Regions from separate parts of the Mus musculus genome. Here region 1 is linked to region 2. A link is a contact called in public HiChIP or PLAC-seq data. All regions are on one chromosome and are shown on one strand. The core of a region is the stretch at or near the end of the contact, and the rest is flanking DNA. Distances in the headings are between cores, read along the strand shown. Region 1 overlaps Npas2 (neuronal PAS domain protein 2). Region 2 has its middle 16 kb from the start of Gm35222.

Evidence for each region. HiChIP or PLAC-seq counts read pairs in DNA pulled down with a chosen protein or histone mark.
Region 1: a contact with region 2 is called in an H3K27ac HiChIP or PLAC-seq map of regulatory T cells, with 7 times the contacts expected there. The contact joins two enhancer-like sites. A contact is called at or near these places in 1 of 15 datasets of contacts at CTCF or cohesin (the NIH/3T3 cell line), 3 of 484 Hi-C or Micro-C datasets (bone marrow-derived macrophages, forebrain neurons and muscle stem cells), 9 of 115 datasets of contacts at active chromatin or transcription factors (Th17 cells, VIP interneurons, cardiomyocytes and 5 more) and 1 of 9 other capture datasets (embryonic stem cells).

The regions. Positions count from the first base shown.
Region 1 is chr1:39,279,518-39,283,088 of GRCm38.p6, forward strand. The region is part of intron 2 of Npas2 (neuronal PAS domain protein 2); the gene reads left to right. It also overlaps the pseudogene Gm17904. Among named protein-coding and RNA genes, the nearest start is that of Rpl31, 87 kb to the right of the region's middle. Within about 2 kb of position 1,629, at least 88 of the 459 cell types and tissues checked have an H3K27ac peak or open chromatin away from gene starts, as enhancers often do. A contact at or near this core is called in regulatory T cells, where this site is marked.
Region 2 is chr1:39,009,300-39,012,460 of GRCm38.p6, forward strand. No RefSeq gene overlaps it. Among named protein-coding and RNA genes, the nearest start is that of Gm35222, 16 kb to the right of the region's middle. Within about 2 kb of position 1,327, at least 14 of the 459 cell types and tissues checked have an H3K27ac peak or open chromatin away from gene starts, as enhancers often do. A contact at or near this core is called in regulatory T cells, where this site is marked.

The sequences.
Region 1 (3,571 bases), core at 379-2,878, 270 kb after region 2:
GCACCTCCTGATGTTGGCAGATTTTCTCCAACAGCTGCTTCTGTTTCCTTCCCTGTTTGGGAGTCCTTTGGACTGTCTCCAAGGGGGGGTCCTCTCTTTCTGCTCAGAGGCCTCACCCTGGTCCTGCCTGGGATGGTGGTTCCTGGAGCAAACCCAGGTACCAGGGCAAACTTATCCATCAGAACTCAGCCAGAAGATGAGAGTCATCCACCCCAGACACAATCGCAATGAGCGGCGGTCAGGGTTTCCATAACCCTCTGGTATTTGCATTACAGCTCACCAGGTGGGTGCTGCTTCATTCCACTTAGCCAAGAAGTAGCCAGACTCATCCCAGAGCCTGATGACTTCATCCCATAATGCACCAGGTGCTACCCCATTGCCTGAAGCAGGTCACCAACTCTCCTTGGCATCAGCAAAAGCCTGCTTATGCTGTGTGTGACGCTCTGAGGCCAGATAAGGCACATCAGAGACCTCAACAACCTGCCATGTGCTATGCTGTTCTCCAGCTGTGAGCTCTCTTTCTTGTACATCTTGATGAAGTGACTACAGTTGGAGTAAATGTGCCTTCTAGGTCCTGATCTTCAATATGGACCCCTGAAACAAAATCAGTTCCTCTGGCTTTTAGGGGTTAATCACTTGGCCCCCTTGACTCTTCTCTTGATATTAGCTTTTCTGCACAGGGCAACAGCCACAACATCACCCTGGAGTTCTGTGTGAGGTCTCCCACTCATACAAACTTCTAATGCCTAGCTGGGTGCCTAGTGGCTTTTTCTTCATCAATCTGTGACAACATTTACATTGCTTTCTTCCATTCACATCTGTCTTGGTCTTGAGATGACCTAACAAGTACTTAAACAATGTAGACAAACGTAGTACTAGTCTAATGTAAAGACCACCCTGGTCTTTACATTATAACTGTGGGTGTGTCTGAGATCTGAAGACCTGTCTCAGGCCTGGCAATAGGCACGGGAGTGCTAGTCTGGCTTAGTGCCCTCTGTAAAGGTCTTGGCCATCTGGATATCTTTTGGATTGGAGGCTCCGTTCTGTGTTATCCATAAGCCTAAATTTAAAAATAATCAGCAGTGTTCTCTGGAACAGAAATCTCTTCGTCCTGTCAGCCAGCCCAGTGTTGCTGCCACACCGCTTGTGGCCCTGGAAGCCCTAGATTCTCGGGCTGTGGAATCAAAAGCTAATCGCTGCTATTTTCAGGAAGCCTCATGACTTCTTCCTCAGTGTATGAGACTGAATGTTTAAAGATGAACTTTGCCTCGGCGGCTAACGCCTCTGACGGGTTCCTGTGTCCGAACATTCCAGGTAGGCAATGGGACTGACTTCATCAATACCTTCTTCTTCATGGCTAATCTGAAATGGGGAGAAGCTGGGCATGGTGTTTCCCTTCTTGGTGAAGATGGTAAAAATCCTTCCCAGTATGCATTGAACCTGAATTTAAAGCCATTCCTGTACTGCCCAAGCTGGGTAGACTCAGGTGTACATTTGCCTGGATTCCCAAACACGGGCAACAACCAGGACATACTCAACTCTCCCATAAATATAAATCTGCCTTGGAGTCACATGTGAAACCTTGTTTACCTTTTCGCCTCTTCCTCATTGCGCGACAGGGTGATGATATTTCCTGTTTCGAAGTGCTACAGTCTGGGGAGCCCTTTTCTCTTTCATCTCAGAAGCTTAAGAGGACTCTTGCCTTGTTACCACAAAATGCCTGGCAGTAGAGTCTTTAAGAAAAGGGTCCTTTTGCTTATGCTCCCCGAAGTCTGAGGGCATGATGGTAACATTGGCTTCCAGTAAGGACTTTATGGTAGGGTGAGTGAGTGAGTTCACATGAAAGAGAAGGGGGAGGGGCGGGAAAGCAGAGGGGAGAGAGAGACAGAGAGATATGATGATGAGAGAGCAAGACATGAAACAAGAGTAAATTAAGAAAACAAACTTGCTTCCTAACAACCTACTTAGTCTTAATCTTTTCCCAGGGTGAAAAACTAATAGTCTCTTATTAGTCCCCACCTCCTCAGAGTGCCACCACCTCTCCAAACTATCATATCAAGGCTCTTGTTATTAAGTGTTCTCAATCCGGAGCTCAGGACGAGCGAAGCGTTCGTTGCCTTGGTTCCTCTGGCTCGTTGCCAAGGCAGGACCCAGCAGTTCTGAAGGGACCTTGAGCCTCTGACTGGAAACAGACCCCTTGCTATTTGTGTCTCCATTTCCATGTCTAAGGAGCCACAGTGTGACTGGCCACTGACTTTCAGGGCAGGGAAAGACCATCCTAACTGTTTGAAGGAGATCAGGGAAATGCTAGCTGAACACCAACACCAATCATATTGACCGCAGCAACGGAAAGGCTACTCCTTGAGGCCCTGGGGCTGGCGTCCGACTCTGTTCTCCATTTTCTATGCTGTCCTGTCTCTAAGGGGAAAAGACTTGTGAGACGCTGTTTTCTGTAGAGTGTGGGTTTCATTCCTGTGGTATGAATGAAAACTAAGCCATCAGCATTAGTCACACTTGACTCTGGGCTCCCAGAATACTGGGTATGTGGCTTCTTAGAAGATGATGCCACGTGACTTGGGGAAGCTACAGCAAGGGGCAGGAGTGATGTCTAAGCCAGCCTGCATTGCAGCTGTCCCACTGTGTAATGGTGATAAGTCACATGGTCTCTTTCAGTGCTTTGGCTTCTTCACCTGGAAAACATATAAGAATGGTACCTACCTCATAGGACCATTGAAAGGATGAGAAAAGCAACATGGCCGGGTGCCACTTACTGACAGAAACAGACTCCCAGAAATGAATTATATGGTGATTTCTGTCTCTGCAAGCATCATAGACTATACCATACAAACTCAGATGACATGTCCTACTGCACACCCAGGCTAGTGTTGGAGGGGGGGGGGCTGCCTGTCTGTGTATCTGTGTGTATGTGTGTATGTGTGTGTGTAGTATATTTCTGTGTGTGTCTGTGTGTATGAATGTGTTTGTGCATGTATCTGTGCATGTGTGTGTGTGTGTGTGTGTGTGTGTGTGTGTGTGTGATATTCTACTACCCTTGGGACTACAATAAACAAAAAATATGAGGTGGAATCAAGCACAGGAGAAAATGATGTCATCAAGAAACTCCACAGAGTGTGAAGCTGTTGCTACTGACGTAACATGTGCACTGTTGTCTGTCAGCACACTCAGTAGTGGGGGTGTGAGCCTCCATGATCATTTACAATGTAGTGAGTACACAAGCCGATGACATCGCCAATTATGGTTTTCACCAGTATTAGTTCCTACACATGGTTATATGTGCTGTGCTTGTAGATGATTGAGTGCTCAGTAGGTGTGTTAACACCAGTGCACAGTAGGTGTGTCAACAACCAGTGTTGTCATACTCACACGAGTAATGCATTGAACTGTGATGTAAGATCAAAGCAACCATGATTTTCCTACTCTGTTAAGCTCTTACGTGCCCACGTTGAGTGTGTCTATTGTTCATGGAAACATTATGCAGCATGCAGCTGTATGTAAGGAACTACATAGAACCTCCTAGTCAGTATCCTGCAGATGAGGCCTAGGCAACCTT
Region 2 (3,161 bases), core at 77-2,576:
CCTACTATAGAATGGCACTACTATAAGCTGCCATAGGGGCAGGACATGTTTACATTCTTGCCCGTAGTGTATAGTGTATAAGGTTCTTAGGGTTTTATTGCAATGAAGAGACACCATGACCACAGCAACTCTCACAAAGGAAAACGTTTTATGGCAGCTGGCTTACACTTCAGAGGTTTAGTCCATTATTATCATGGCAGGGAGCATGGTTCCATGCAGTCAGACATGGTGCAGGAAAGGTAGTTAAGAGTTCTACATCTGATCTGCAGGCAGCAGGAAGAGAGAGTGACACTGGACTTGGCTTGAGCATCTGAAACCTCAAAGCCCAGCCACCAGTGGCATTTCCTCCAGTAAGGCCATACCCACTCCCACAAGGCCACACCTCCTAACCATGTCAAATAATGCCACTCCCTGTGAGTCTATGGTGGCCATTTCCATTCAAACCACCACAGCTGTCTTTCACGGCACGAGCATCTGTGGTTACTTGCTTTTTAATGACTGGCACTCTGACTGGGGGGAGCTAGAATCTCAATGTAATTCTGCTTTACATTTTTCTGATGCTTAGTGAGCCTCCAGGTTGTAAAAAACATTGTTATCCATCATTTGTATTTTATCATTTGGAAACTGCTTACTGAACTTGATAATCTATCAGCTGAGCTGTTTGGCTCTTTAGGTTTTTCTCGAGTTCTTTATATGGTTTAGATGCTAATCCTGTCATGTTCAACTAGCTAGGTTTTCTCTGATCCTGCAGGCTGTCTCTTTATTCTGTAACCACTTTCTTAGAATTTATTCCAAGAAGTGGTTTACAGGGTAAGAGGTAAATGCATGCTGCATGTACTATTTTTATATCTAATACTGAAGTTTCCTCTGAAAACATACCTAACATTAACACTTTCACAGATACTTTGAGTGCCATTAAACATCACAGATCTTTAATTTCTTGCTCATTTTTTTTTGTATGTTTGTTTTTTGTTTTTGAGACAGGGTTTCTCTATATAGCCCTGGCTGTCCTGGAACTCACTCTTTAGACCAGGCTGGCCTCGAACTCAGAAATCTGCCTAGCTCTGCCTCCCAAGTGCTGGGATTAAAGGCGTGCACCACCACCACCCGGCCTGCTCAATTTTATTTTAACTGTCATACATTGGTAATTTATGGCTCCCCCCGCCCCCTTTTGGCAAGGTACAAGGTGTTGAAGATAAAACCCAGGGACTTGATTGTTTAGATAAAAGCTCTACTGTTGAGGTCTGCCCCTGAGACAGGGGCAATAGAGGTAGCTCCATGCAACAGGGACAGTTTCCATGGCTCAGCTACCCTTCTGCAACGTGACATGGAAGCCATGATTTCCTGTGGGCTTCCTGCCGCGGAGCTGCGGAGCAGTGTGAGTGCTATACTGACCCTGATGAGAGCAGTGAGCGCTGCTAGCCTGCAAGCCACAGAGGGCAAACACCGACCGACCATTTGCCACCCAGGTGCTCTTGCATCCTAGGTTCCTGGACCAGAGCTGGTTTGCTTTGCCTTTGCTGTAGTAGGAACTACACTTTCCTGCTAATCCTGTTGGAGCAAAGTGGAAAGAAGTCACCACTAGGTGTCACAACGAGTCAAGTTAAAGCCTAGTTGTGGCGAATAGTTAAAGGCATTTAGTGTGTTCAGCTCCATCTTTTATCAAGCACCTGTTGAGCATCCGCTGGTCCTAGGGAGCTCGTCCAGGCCGGGCCTCCTGGCTTGGTTAAGGAAAACTCAGTACCGGGTAGAGAGGGAACTCGGGTTGATGGAGGAGGCAGAAGACTTTTCTTGAGGGAGATGCCTTTTGCAGTGTGTGTGAAGGATCAGGACAGTGGGACATTTGTTCTTCTTCCCAGGAAAGCACCCTGAAATCTGGCCTAGCGCTGGCTCTTGCCCCAGGTTGAATTTTTCCAACATGGAAGGGAACTTTGGTGGGAGTGGTGTGGGGGTCAGGGGGTCAGGGAGCTGTGTTGATGGCTTGTTCTTAGCCCAGACTGGTGGTGCAGGCCTGTAATCCTAGGCATTTTCGAAGCTGAGGCAGGAGGATCTCAAATTCAAGGACGGTCTGGGATTCAGAGTATGTTCAAGAACAACATACTGATACTCCATCTCAAGATAATGACGATGATGATGTTGACAATGACAATTGTGATGACAGAGGCTTGGAGATGTGCCTCACTGCTAAAACCTCTTGCCCCATAAGCATGAAGCCTTAGGCTCAATCCCCTGCACTAAAAAAAAAAAGAAAAAGAAAAAAAAAGTCATTCTTTACCTATTTTATTAAGATACTGCTTTGTTTTTTGCTTTGTTTCTTTCTTCAACACAATCAAGAGAATCTCTCTGAGACACAACTATAGCTCAATCTCATGCAGCCCCTCTTTCTGTGAGATTCCCTTCACAGGCGATCCTGCATTGGCTGACTAACCACCACAGGCCTCTTTGTTGAGTGTCTGAAATATCTTGTAATAGTAGAATAAATCCAATGCTAGTGGCTTAAAACAAGAGGAAAAACAAAAACAACAACAACAAAATAAAACAAGCCAAAAAAACAAAAACAAAAAAAAACAAAAACAAAAAACAAAAAACACACCAGGCCTTGTTAGTCCTTTTAATTTATATTCCTTATATTGAAATTCAGCACAAAAACTGAATTGAATATCCCAAATGTTTATGAAAATAGTATTTATTTTCCTAAATCTATTGTTTGCTGGTGGGATTTTGGAGCCTTCTGAATGAAATTCTCCTAAATAATAATATTATTTTTTTAAAAAATTTTCTGGTTGCTGGTCTCCTGGGCAATTAAGTGTTCTCTCTGCTGCCCCCCACCTGCCCCATGCTAACACCCCACATCCCCCTCTCTCCAGGATCTTTATCCCAGGATAGCCTTGAACTCAGTATCTTGGCAAGGATGACCTCGAGTGTCTTGCTCCCACCTTCCTAGCGCTATAGTTACAGGAATGTGGGAGCACAATTATTTTAGTAGTTTTTACAGGAATAACGTTGGACTCTGAGAACATAGCATTTGAAAGAAAAGTTTTCCCCATCTGCTGAGGACCAATCACTAGGTTACAAGGACAACGTGGGACATTGAGAGTTTTAGGGTTGGGGTGGGGCAGGAGATAGGAGATCTCTAGGGCTGGGGGACACTGAGATAGAAA